Regions from separate parts of the Triticum aestivum genome. Here region 1 is linked to region 2. A link is a contact called in public Hi-C data. All regions are on one chromosome and are shown on one strand. Each heading gives the region's core, a stretch centred on a gene start, on an enhancer-like site or on the middle of the called end of the contact. The rest is flanking DNA. Distances are from core to core; before and after follow the strand shown.

Region 1 (6,309 bases), core at 1,404-3,903, 230 kb before region 2:
AGAAGGCGAATGTGCAAACAGAACCATGAGACAGTTCAATTTGTTTTCATGAACCCACAGAGTCTAATGGAAACTAACTCCGTGCCCAGTAAGGTTTGGAGGTCTTACAGATGCACGCATAAGATGATACAAACTTCCAGAAGAAACTAGATATTGGTGGTTGTTTAGTTCTCAATATAATTGGCACGGTTTGTTGGGATGCGAATATACATTTCGTGGCATGGACTTTGTACAATTTTTGGGATATGAAATAGGATAATCTGATTAAAAAGAATTTTCTGGTGGGAACTAAATATGACATTATGATATGTCACAGGTGAAAATCCCACAAAGTTACATTTCATAAATTTCTGTAAAAAGCGAATACTTATACATGCAACAGTTTGCTCGCTAATAGATATTTACCTGATAAAGATGTGAATTGACCTCCGCACAAGTTTGATGTAATGTTTCGAGGGGAGCGCCACTAAGTTCAAACTGGCCACCAGGTTCTAGTGAAATGTTTTGCTTTCCCTGCATCCATATAAATAAGTTGTCACAAAAATCACTATTGAGTGAAAACCATATATATCATATTTCTTTCCAGGTATAGTACCTGCTTGAGACCAATAACATGGTTTTCTTCCATTATCTTGTCCCATTCAAATCTCTCAGACAGCCCATTGAGTATAGCACTGATCTGATCATACGTTATAGGGCGCAATGTTTCGACATCAAAACCAAACTTTTCATGCTCTGTGCCAATTCTGTACAACAAAAAATTTACTCACGGAATGGACCAAATAACTAACCGAAATACTCGGTAGGAATTATACAGGAACAGAACTTCAAGAAAAACAAAAATATATTGTCAAATCTGAAATAATTTGAACACAGGCACCAGAACGATCTTCATCTCCAATAAATTTTATTGATTGAAAAAAATGAGCACGCTACATTAACAAGATGTATTAAGTATGCGAAAAGATTCCCGTCAACCGGCCAATTTACAGCGCATCGTCCGCCACCTCAGATGCGCACCACGCGTCCCATGTGGGCCCTATCACCGTTCATCCTTTTTCTTTCTTATCTTAATCGCTAGCGACTGAGAGCCGCTCGTTTCCTTTTTTTTTCTCGTTCGTCTTCTGCAACATGCTTTCTGTTGAAAGTCTATAATATGACCTCTGTTGCAAAAAGAAATCTACAGACGTTTCCGCAACATGATCTCTGTTGCAAAAATTCTGCAATATGACCTTTGTAGCAAAAAGGACTCTACAGACGTTTCCGCGACATGGTCTCTGTTGCAAAAAAATCTGCAGCATAATCTATGTTGCAAAAGTTGGGATGCCCGTCAACGGCTTGATGACGCTAGATCTGGCGGCTAGCGACCCAGCCAATCTTTGAAAAAGATCAGCCGGCGGACACGTAGCATGCCCCATTAATTATAGCATATCTAAGCTTAGAGAGACTTTTTCTGTCATTTAGGACAATCATTTCTAAGCTTACTTTTTTCACGTATAGCATATTAACAAGTACTATATCAGTTTTTGTTGCTCTATGCACAAATTGCAATTTTACTACTTCCAGCATTATATGAGTGCACGAGCGGCGCCATTCGCCAACAAGATAACACAATGTATTCCCTATTCAGTTCCTAGTCTAGTATAACTATGCTAACCAGTACCATGTGACCCGTTGGTTGAACAAGGGCAGAGCTTCATCTGCTAACTAGGCAAAGTAAAGGTCACTTCAATGCATCGGCCCTCTTATATTCCTACAAGTGCAAACTACTAGCAAGCATCACAAAGTTCGTCACTACAAGGCACTGATTCATGTGAGAAAACTCCACCACTCTAGGGGCGACTGAACAGTGAATACTAAATCCCCAATTGCAGCGCTAAACAGTAAGCTGGGCAGTAAGAATCGGCCGTTCCAACCATAGAACTACGTTCCACTTCCAACAGTAAGTAGCATTAGGGAAGTAGCACCATCTGTGGAAGCTTCTCACCTCCAGTTCTCCTTGGGCTTGCAGCCGGACGCGAGGTAGGCGACGAGGTCCTCCTTGGTGAGCGGCTCCGTCAACTTGGCCGCCTCCTCAGTGGGGGGGCTGGCCGCCACGGCCCCGCCGCGCCGCCTCCCCCTCCTCCCGGCCGCGGGGAGCCCGACCACCGCGAACCCCTGACGCCCCTTCCTCCCGCCCGCCGCGCCGCCGTCCGGCTGGACCACCCGCGCCACCGCCAGGCGCGACGCGACCGCCATCACGCCCAACCCGCCGAAACAGAAACCTGAGACACGGAAAAATCCGCAAAACCAACAAAAAGTTCAGCGCGAATTGCGGGAATCCGACACGATGTCGCCATCGAACCCCCGCCCAACCCACCTACGGAGAATCAATCCGATTCTATCTGCGATTCGCCGCGCGAGGAGACGGAGACGCGCGCGCCGCCGTCCGCCGCTGCTGCTTGAGAGTCCGGAACGGAGGGGAGTGTGGGGGGTGGGATGGGGGCGGCGTCGGCGTGGTTATAAAGCGGTGGGGTGGGGCCCACGCATCAGCGGCGCGCAGGGTCGTGGGGAGGCGGGTCGCGGCCGCGTCAGCAGCGACGACGCCTTGAAGTGCGCGATGCTGCTGCTGCGCGCGTCATCCAATCCGCTCCTCCCTCCGCGGGTGCAGCTGGTGAGTGAAGAGAGTAGGGGCCGCCGGGGCTGCGGGGGTGATTTGGACAGCTGGTGATTTGCTAGTCCTTCCTTTTCGGTGGTGGGGGCGCTGGCGCTAATGATTATGGCTTGTTAATTGCTGAATTAAGCTTCGCCGATGGTTCTTGTACGGTGCCTCGTGACGTCGGCGGTGAGGTAGGACGCTGGGTAGGCACGGCGGCGCCAGGATTTTTCATGCATGGTGATGGTGTTTTGCACGCTGGTTCGTCTTGGTGCCTCGCTCTCAAAACGACATCCAGAGCACACGTTTCACCCTCGGGTTGCGGTTCAAGACAAGATGAAAACGGAGCAAAAATGTCGAGAGGAGATGTCAGGTGCTACCATGTCCTGTACTCCGGAAATACTTATCGTATAAATGGATACAAATGGATGTATTTAGAACTAAAATACATCTAGATACATTCATTCCTTGGACAAGTATTTTCAGACGGAGGAAGTACATTTAAACGATCATGGATCGGAATGAACCTTGCCCGTCTTCAAGGGCAGGTTCGCCCTGGATCATCGTGGCTTTCCGGACTGTACCGTTGCGAGCATCAGTGCACGTGCGCTTATGCTACTAGTGTTTTCTTTTTAACTTTGGGCGACTTTACTCAATTTTTTTTATTGCATCTTTTTGAGCGGGGACTCTACTCAACTATAACAGGGTCTTTTACAATGGTAGTATGAACAAGGAAGTCGGAAGCTGATCATGCCATAACTTGAAAGTAGTTTTGTTCATAAAGCAAATGTCGAGCTAGCTCATGCGCAACGCCATTCGCTTCACGACTAGTCGACCACAATGCTCGATCATCGCCCTGCCGAAGGAACTCAACAGCTCTCGGCAATCATTGCTCCCAAAGCTCTATATTTTGAACAATTCGTCACAGCCTAAACTATTTCCTTAGTCACTTTATACCATCATGTATGGACACCCGAATCATAAAGAGCTGTCAAATTCTACTTCTCCCTCGATGATCTTTGACGCTGAAAAGATGGTTTTGATGATTTATAGTTTGTTTTCTATTTTGTCAACTCTTATGGAGCACATATCACCAAACCCTAAATCTTTAGGGCTTTGTGTGACAAAAAAACCCTAACGTGGAGAGGCATAGGAGGGAGTAGGCATGGCGGTGGGGCAGCATCGATATGGTTATTAAGTGGTGGTTGCAGGCCCGAGTGCCAACGCCACGTACGGAAGAATGACGACATCACAGTTCCGCCAGTTACTGACGTCTAGAATGATGACATTACAGTTGCATCAGTTACCGATGTCTAGAATGATGACATCACAGTTGCGTCAGTTACCGACGTCTAGAATGACGACATCGCAGTTGCATCAGTTACCGACGTCTAGAATGACGACATCACAGTTGCTTCAGTTACCGACATCTAGAATGATGACATCATAGTTGCGTCAGTATCGACGTCTTGAATGATGACATCATAGTTGCATCAGTATCGAAGTCTTGGAGTGTGTTGTGTTTTTTGTCGATGTTGTTCCCGTCATTAAATCAGTTTCGCCACCGCAGTTGTCGGAGAGGAGAGAGGGTGTACCATGATCTGACTGCTGATTATATTTTAAATTTTCTATTTATACATGTATTTCCTTCTTTTCCTTTTTAAATTAATCTTTATAAGTGAGTGGGGTTAGTGTCACTAATGATTATGTCTTGTTAATTGCAAAACTTAAGCCACTTTGATAACTATGTACACCCACAATATGTCATGACGTGCACAATGAGGTCGCGAAACCACTAGAGCTTGGGTGACGTATTATGGAAAGTTTACTTTCTGCCAAAAAACAAAGAAAAATCGTAGGTTTTGGAGACTTCGAGGTTCCCTGAAAATGACATATAGAATCGCATGTTTTAAAAGAAACAGGCAGTTTTTCTTTTCTCAGGACGACATTATTTCGGAGCTCCTTGCAGAGCTGCGTGAAGACGATGAGTGAAGACGACGAGAGAAAAAAGAAGAGCAACAAAACCAGAATAAAAGGGAGCAACAAACTAGATTTTGCAGCAGACGCAGCGGTTGGAGAGAAGCACATTGGCATGACCAAGTATGCGAGTGAACCCACCCCATTTCCACGGGCAGGTTCAGTCGCTGGTGGTGCCTGGTTGATTGGTCCTTCAGTGCCGTACTACTAGAGCATCGAAGCATGTGGCTTATGGTACTTGTTTAGTTAGCTTCTTCCCTCTGTTTCTTTCTCCTTCTCGCTGGACGGTCTACGTGCAAAACAATTGTACTCCAGACACAATAGCCTTGCCACGTGTGAACACTGCACGACGTAATTGCGGGGTTCACAAATCCAGAACCACGCCAATGAGCCCATTAGGGCATACAATGTGCTATTTTAGAAGTGACACGTAAGATAAAAGATGAGGTAGAGGAGAGAGCTTGTAAGAAAAAGCTTGTCTTCTCTTATTTAAGAGAAGACAAGAGATGATCTCTTAGCATAATATGTCTCACCATATTTTTAGGAATAGCTAGTTATCGAAGATAAGACTAAGAAATGACCCATTGTAGACATCTTTTTTTATCATCTCTAAAATACATGCAAGACTTAAGATAAGACTATCTTATCAACCATTGTGCATACCCTTAGAAGTAATCCGTACTCCTCACATTCTGGCCCACAGGCCGAACATGCGGGTGCTCCTATTTAGCGGTGAGGCGCTGGCAAACGGGAGCTCTTTTTTTAGGACAAAGCTAAGATTTATTGATGATAATCCACATGGAATGGGATACATGTCGGATCATGAGGATTGACCAATCAAATGTGGCGCTTTGGACCAAGAGTAAGCGAATGCTTAGCTAGACTATGAGCCTCACCATTAACGGTGTGACTTTCAACAATAAAATTACAACTAAAACTAGAAGCTCGAAGTTTGATTTCTGTAATCACCGAACCATAGGGCATTGGCTACCTTTTTTTATGTCACTGACCACCTGCTTGCAATCAAATGAGATGATGAAGTTGCTTGGGAGGCAATCTTCTGGTAACGCAAGGCCCTCTCTGCACGCGACTGCTTCCAATGTGGCTGGGTCCACTAGTCCCACTATTACCAAAGCTGAGCTACCCAAGTAATTGTCGGCATCGTCCTGACAAACTACAATAGCAAATCCACCGCAGTCTCGGAGCACAGCGCCATCAACGTGAATTTTTGCATGTCCCACAGGTGGAGCCAAGGGTCTTGCATGTGATGCTCCAGTCGGCGGGGGGGCTCTCTGTTAAATCGGCTGAGGTTGTATATGAATCAACTCAAGCTACCTGATGAACATGTTCACAAACATGTGGGTAGCTTGTGGACTCTGTGAAATCGCTTCATGGTAAATTTCCGCCTCGCCGTCCATATAGCCCAAAGGCAGACCGCCATGTGAATAAACTTGTGGTGAGGCAGGCCAGCCATGAGTGCAAAAATCCACTGTTTTTCATTTGGTTCCATTCTCGTAATCATCTGCTCCACGATATCTCCCTCTTCCAAGGCCCAGACGCATCTTGACGATGAACACTCGAGAAGCGAGTGTCTCCACGAATCTTGTGAGCCACACAAACCACAAGAGCTTGTGGTGGACATATTTGCGGTGGTGCTCTCACATCTTCGTCGGGTAGAGACTATTTTACAAGGCGCC
Region 2 (5,894 bases), core at 8-2,507:
AAGCAAAATGGCCGATAGCTTCATAAACTTGATTAAAATGCACACATCAAGTCTATAAACCCACAAATCATACAATTTAGTAACTGTAATCTCCTCTTATGAAGAAAAGAGAAAACAACAAAAAACATGAAGAACAAGAACAAATAATCCAAAGTGCTTAAAATCCATGATATATTTCACCAAATTTTTCTTTATCTACATATGTACAGTCGTACACCATCTAGCTACATAATATTACTCTCTTAAATCAGCACTTTATTGTACTTTTTTAATCATGTATGCCATCAAGGTCATGTAATCGACGAAATGATTCATATTATCAACGTACTATATTATTCTTGCTTCACTTACCAAAACCCTTATCAATAACAAATATGAGCAATAATATATTGCTAACGACGGGCTTAAACTCGAGCGGGGCGTGCCGCCGCGCCTCTGCCTGCTACTATTGTTCGTTGGGACTACCGTGGAGCACACTATTTGTCTGTGGCAACAAAAAATGCTGGAACTAGCGTTTTCACCGGCTACGCAACACGTTGGAACTTGTGTCTCACCTTTTTGCTGCAGCCGACGCCGCCGTGTGCTGAAACCGTGTATCTACTTTGTTGGAACTGACATCTCAGATTGCTGGAACCGCGTTTTTGGCCTGGCACGATCGGCGCCGCATGCTGGAATTTGCTAAAACTGACATCTGGCATGTTGGAATCGTGTGACGGTAGGTTGCGATGCCACAGCGGCGAGCGACCATTGATGCAACCGAGACTGAGGGGGTGGGGGCTGCGGGGCTTTACAACGGTTGCTTCGATGCTGGCAACGTTTGTTGCGATGGCGCCATGTGCTGTGATGGCGGCGGAAGCTTCGACTGCCTAACTGGGGGATGTTGCTGCGATGGCGACGAAGCGCGAGCCGTCCCTCACGGGCGATGGACCCCACGTGGTGCGCGCTGATGAGGTGCGCGTCGGGACAGCGATGTGGCACGACGAGGGACGAGGGAGTGCTTCTTCTGCGTTCATACGAGGGAGGCAGATCAAGGATCGAGGAGACCAAGATCAAACGGCTGGGATGTTTCTGATCCAACGGCCCGCGGCGCGACCGGCCTGGAGTCTGGCCGGTCGACCGGCGGCTAGCAGGTTATGATCGCGGTTGAGAGGGTTGACCACCACTTGACAAAGGTGATTGTCACCACCCTGGCCCACCGTCGGCGGCCGGCCGTGGCTCCTCATCCTCTCCCCTCCACTCCCTCCTCGCTTTCTTCGTCCCCTTCCCGCCGCGGCATCCACCCTTCTCCCTCCGCGCCAGATTCCTCCACTCCACTCCAAGCCGGAATAAAATACCCGACCCGACGCCACACAAAACGACGGCCCAGCCGGTTCCCCCCGCCTCCACGCCTCGCCGCCATGCCGCTCCTCCTCTCGCCCCTCACGGCGCGGTGCCTCCACCGCTCCCCGCACCTCCCCGCGCCCGTCGCGCACCGCCCCTCCCGCCCCCGTCCCCTCGGCGGCGAGGCCCGCGGAGGCGGCAGGGGGAGGGTGGCGGTGGTGTCGGAGAGGCAGGCGGCGGCGGTGGAGAAGTCCCCCGGAGGAGAGGGAAGCGACGGGGAGCGATACGACGCGATAGTGGTCGGGTCCGGGATCGGGGGCCTGGTGGCGGCCACGCAGCTGGCCGCGAAAGGGGCCCGGGTGCTGGTCCTCGAGAAGTACATCATCCCCGGGGGCAGCTCCGGGTACTACCGCCGCGACGGGTTCACCTTCGACGTCGGCTCCTCCGTCATGTTCGGGTTCTCCGACAAGGTAAAGCGGGGCAGAGCGCCGGCGTTCCACTTGTGCTGAAACTGTTGCCCGGGGCTTTTGAATTGCTCCATTTTCAGCACAAAATTTGCTATGAGTGTGACTGAGGTAGCTGCGCGGTTACATTTCTGGCTCCGGCCCGTGAATTTGTTGATTCCGTGTGCTTGTGCGCTTGACTGTGCTGTGCCTAGTGATCACCAAGAGAAATATTTGAGGGGTAAAGCTTTGCACTGCGAATTTGTGCTCTGGCGTGGTAAGGTAGGCTGGGTGTAAACTGAGAGGGGGGAATTGTGATTTGCTTGGTTGTTTAAATCAGTTGACGACTTACTTTTTTGCGGGCATCCAGTGCCTGAAGATGCCATGATTAGTATATTCGCGGGCTGTTTTGCTTAAAGAGACAAACCTGATTTCGAGGTTGAGGGCTCAATGCCATGTTACATACAGCTTACAAGGGGCAGGTGACCACTGTGCAGCTTATCGACAATGAGCATGACCAAGCAGTCCACTGTTACCAAGTGCGAATGCCTGGATGTTCAGGGTGTGCACAGCATGTTTCATGATAGAGTGTAGCGTTGATCAGTGCTGTACCTGTGTGTGACTCTCATGAAAATGCTCATACATTGGCATACAGCGTTGGGCTAGTGGCTGTGGATTTGTGCCTTTCACATGTTTCTTGTTAGGAAACATTTGTATTGCTGTCAGATGTTGTGAAACCATTCATTCATTTTTTTAAAGATATTTTGTATGAAGTATTTTTTGTGTTTGGGTATATTTGGTAAGAAGCATGACATGTGTTATCATCCAGGGAAACTTAAATTTGATAACGCAAGCACTAGAAGCTGTTGGATGTAAGATGGAAGTCATACCAGACCCTTCTACGGTTCATTTCCATCTACCTGGTGCTCTCTCTGTTCTTGTGCATAGGGAGTATAATGACTTCATCGAAGAGCTGGTTAGCAAATTCCCGCATGAAAAAGAAGGAATCCTAAAATTCTATGGTACATGTTGGAAGGTATTGTCTTTATTTTACCTACTTGTTTTAGTTACCTTTCTGTTGCTATTCTCTTATTTCTTATGCAACCTTCACACCTTACATCTATGTCTCATATGAACAGATCTTCAATTCATTAAATTCTTTGGAACTAAAGTCCTTGGAAGAACCTCTATACCTATTCGGGCAATTTTTTAAGAAGCCTTTGGAATGCTTGACTCTCGGTATTAAAACTGCATCCTTATATTCCTCAATAAGTTTTACCCTTATTTTCTCTACAGTGAAACCATTTAGAACAATTAGTTAACTGAAGTTGAAACAATTGCGATCTCAAAAGCAACAGAGAAATAAATTCATACGAGATACTATGAAATAAGATTGTTTGATATAAAATCATTTTTTCTATGATGCAGCATACTATCTGCCACAGAATGCGGGGGATATTGCTCGCAAGTTCATAAAAGATCAGCAGTTGCTATCCTTCATAGATGCTGAGGTGTGAGATACTTGTGAGTTTACTCACTTGTTCAATTTTTCTTCCACGCATACATTTTTGTTCAACTTTCGCTTATCTGAAGATTACAGCAATTTATGGTTTTTGTAGTGTTTTATTGTGAGCACAGTCAATGCCTTGAAAACACCCATGATCAATGCGAGCATGGTAAGTTCGATGTTAATCTGTCAGACCTTTGTTTGAAAATCATTCAGCCTCCAATTATCTAAGTCAACATGACAGGTATTGTGCGATAGGCACTTTGGAGGAATTAATTATCCAGTTGGTGGTGTTGGTGGTATTGCGGTGTCTTTGGCAAATGGCCTTGTTGAAAAGGGCAGTGCAATACGTTACAAGGCGAATGTGACCAATGTTATTCTTGAAAATGGGAAAGCTGTGAGTTCATCTTACTAATTTCAAATGTCTGGAGTTTAGTTTTGGTTTCTCAGCTGAACATTTCATTACTACAGGTTGGAGTGAGGTTGTCAAATGGGAAGGAGTTATTCGCTAGAACAGTAATATCAAATGCCACAAGATGGGACACATTTGGTAATTCTGCAAATATTCTTTCATGGTCAAGCTAGAAAAGTATCTCTTTCACTTTCACTTGTTACAATGTTCTTCATCTTCTGCAACTTTGCCGTAATTTTGTTTCTCATGTTTTGCAACCATCCAAAAGCATATTTCTTGACTTGGTAACTTGCCGTTATTATTCTGCCAGTGTGAACAGTTTTTTGATACATACTTAGTATGTGCTCAGTTTCCTCCTTCAGGAGTTAACAAATGCATGAACTTACAGGAAAACTCGTGAAGGCTGAAGAGCTTCCAGAAGAGGAGAAAAACTTTCAGAAGAACTATGTTAAAGCGCCATCTTTTCTATCCATTCATCTGGGTGTCAAAGCCTCAGTTTTACCTGCTGGTACTGATTGCCACCATTTTGTACTGGAGGTACGCACTAGGTTGTATGCTACTGGGTATGTCATCATTGAGGGTTAGAGTCACTGTCACATTAGTGGTGAATTTGATATGGACATTTTAATCTTTAATGAGTTTAATTGTGAGTGTAATTGGCAGGATGACTGGTCGAACTTGGAAAAGCCTTATGGAAGCATATTTTTAAGTATCCCTACAGTTCTTGATCCATCCTTGGCTCCTGAAGGACATCACATACTTCATATATTTACAACTGCAGGTATAGAAGATTGGGAGGTATGTCAGTGCTCTAGCTGAAATGTAAATTATGTCAAAAAAATATACTCCCTCCATCCCAAAATTCTTGTCTTAAATTTGTCTAGATACGGATGTATCAAGTCACGTTTTAGTATTAGATACATCCTTATCTAGACAAATCTAAGACAAGAATTTTGGGACGGAGGGAGTATAACAAACGAAGCCTTTTTGTATGAACATAAGTACTGACTGATGCCCATAATACTGCTTGGCTTTAATCTTTGGCAGGGTCTACCTAGGAAGGATTATGAGCAGAAAAAGGAGCTTGTGGCAAATGAGATCATACGAAGACTTGAAAATAAGTTGTTTCCTGGTCTTCAAGACTCAATAGTCCTCAAGGAGGTATCTTCTTACAGTAATTCTATGTTGGGAACTCAGTATTCTATAAATATTTTCAATCATTTCATTTTGACTACTTCATGTTTGAACTTGAAAGTGCTAGCTACCAGTCCTCAAATTGACAAGGGAGCACGAGCAAGTCTGTAGTAGTTAGCAGCGCAAACATGATTAGCTATTGATGATGCAATACTTAATATGATTATCGGAAAAGATCATTAGAGTATCCTATCTGATCTATTTGTCATATTTTCTACTCTCAGCACCGGTCAATCTACCCAGTATGCGGTGATATTTATAGGTTAGCCCCATACCTCAATCACTATAATCAGCTCTAGTGAAGAGTGGTCTAAACATACACCGACAGGGATGCAGTTTTGGGCTGTTTTGTCCAGCTGAAAATCCATTAATGATTTGCCCTTTTGCATAAAATGAACTACCAAAGAAATATCCTCCCAAAAATACTTCCAGTGATATATAGGACTATAAGTGAACCATCAATTAAACAAAATGGGCTGTGGCTCAGTCCACTTGCATCCCTACATAGAAAGCGGCAAGTCCTTTTACTTCTTTCAAATGATTTAAACCATATCAATTAGCAAATACTCAGGTATTAGAATATTTTCTTTGAGCCAAAGCACAGTTAAGTTTTGAGTATTAGCAGATTCTTCATGTTCCTTGTGCAGCAAACTATATTATGCATACTAGACCACCATGCATCACCAACCAGGTAGAATGTTATATCATGGGCTTTCATGAGCTAACTGCACATTCCTTTAGGGCTATGCTGTGAACTTTAGTGGCCTTATTTTGGTTTCTGGTGCCAATATATTTTGTAACACAACATTCATTTAATATTTGGTTTTGCCAGGTAGGATCCCCAAAAACTCACCGCAGATTTCTTGCCCGAAATGATGGTACATATGGACCCATGCCACGGGGTAAACCCAAGGGTTTGCTGGCAATGCCTTTCAATACCACTGTAAGTTACTTAAATGGAATACAGATTTCAAGATACAGTTTTTTTTTGTTAACCTAAAGTTCGAAGTGATGCCAT

The links. Hi-C and Micro-C count contacts between places; a contact is called where the count stands out from the background.
Region 1: a Hi-C map of leaf shows a contact between it and region 2, with 2.0 times the contacts expected there. The contact joins the promoter of LOC123180289 here to the promoter of LOC123180287 in region 2. A contact is called at or near these places in 2 of 5 Hi-C or Micro-C datasets (both in leaf) and 1 of 1 datasets of contacts at active chromatin or transcription factors (leaf).

Annotation. Positions count from the first base shown.
Region 1 is chr1D:59,123,051-59,129,359 of IWGSC CS RefSeq v2.1, reverse strand. LOC123180289 (glutamate--cysteine ligase B, chloroplastic) reads right to left here and starts at 2,653. Exons shown (of 16, transcript XM_044592285.1): 1 at 2,360-2,653; 2 at 1,988-2,264; 3 at 596-746; 4 at 406-513. The coding sequence starts at 2,238.
Region 2 is chr1D:58,892,576-58,898,469 of IWGSC CS RefSeq v2.1, reverse strand. It overlaps LOC123180287 (prolycopene isomerase, chloroplastic), which reads left to right and starts at 1,257. Exons shown (of 13, transcript XM_044592281.1): 1 at 1,257-1,790; 2 at 2,593-2,799; 3 at 2,903-3,002; 4 at 3,192-3,274; 5 at 3,383-3,439; 6 at 3,515-3,667; 7 at 3,742-3,820; 8 at 4,071-4,219; 9 at 4,346-4,480; 10 at 4,730-4,843; 11 at 5,709-5,819. The coding sequence starts at 1,398.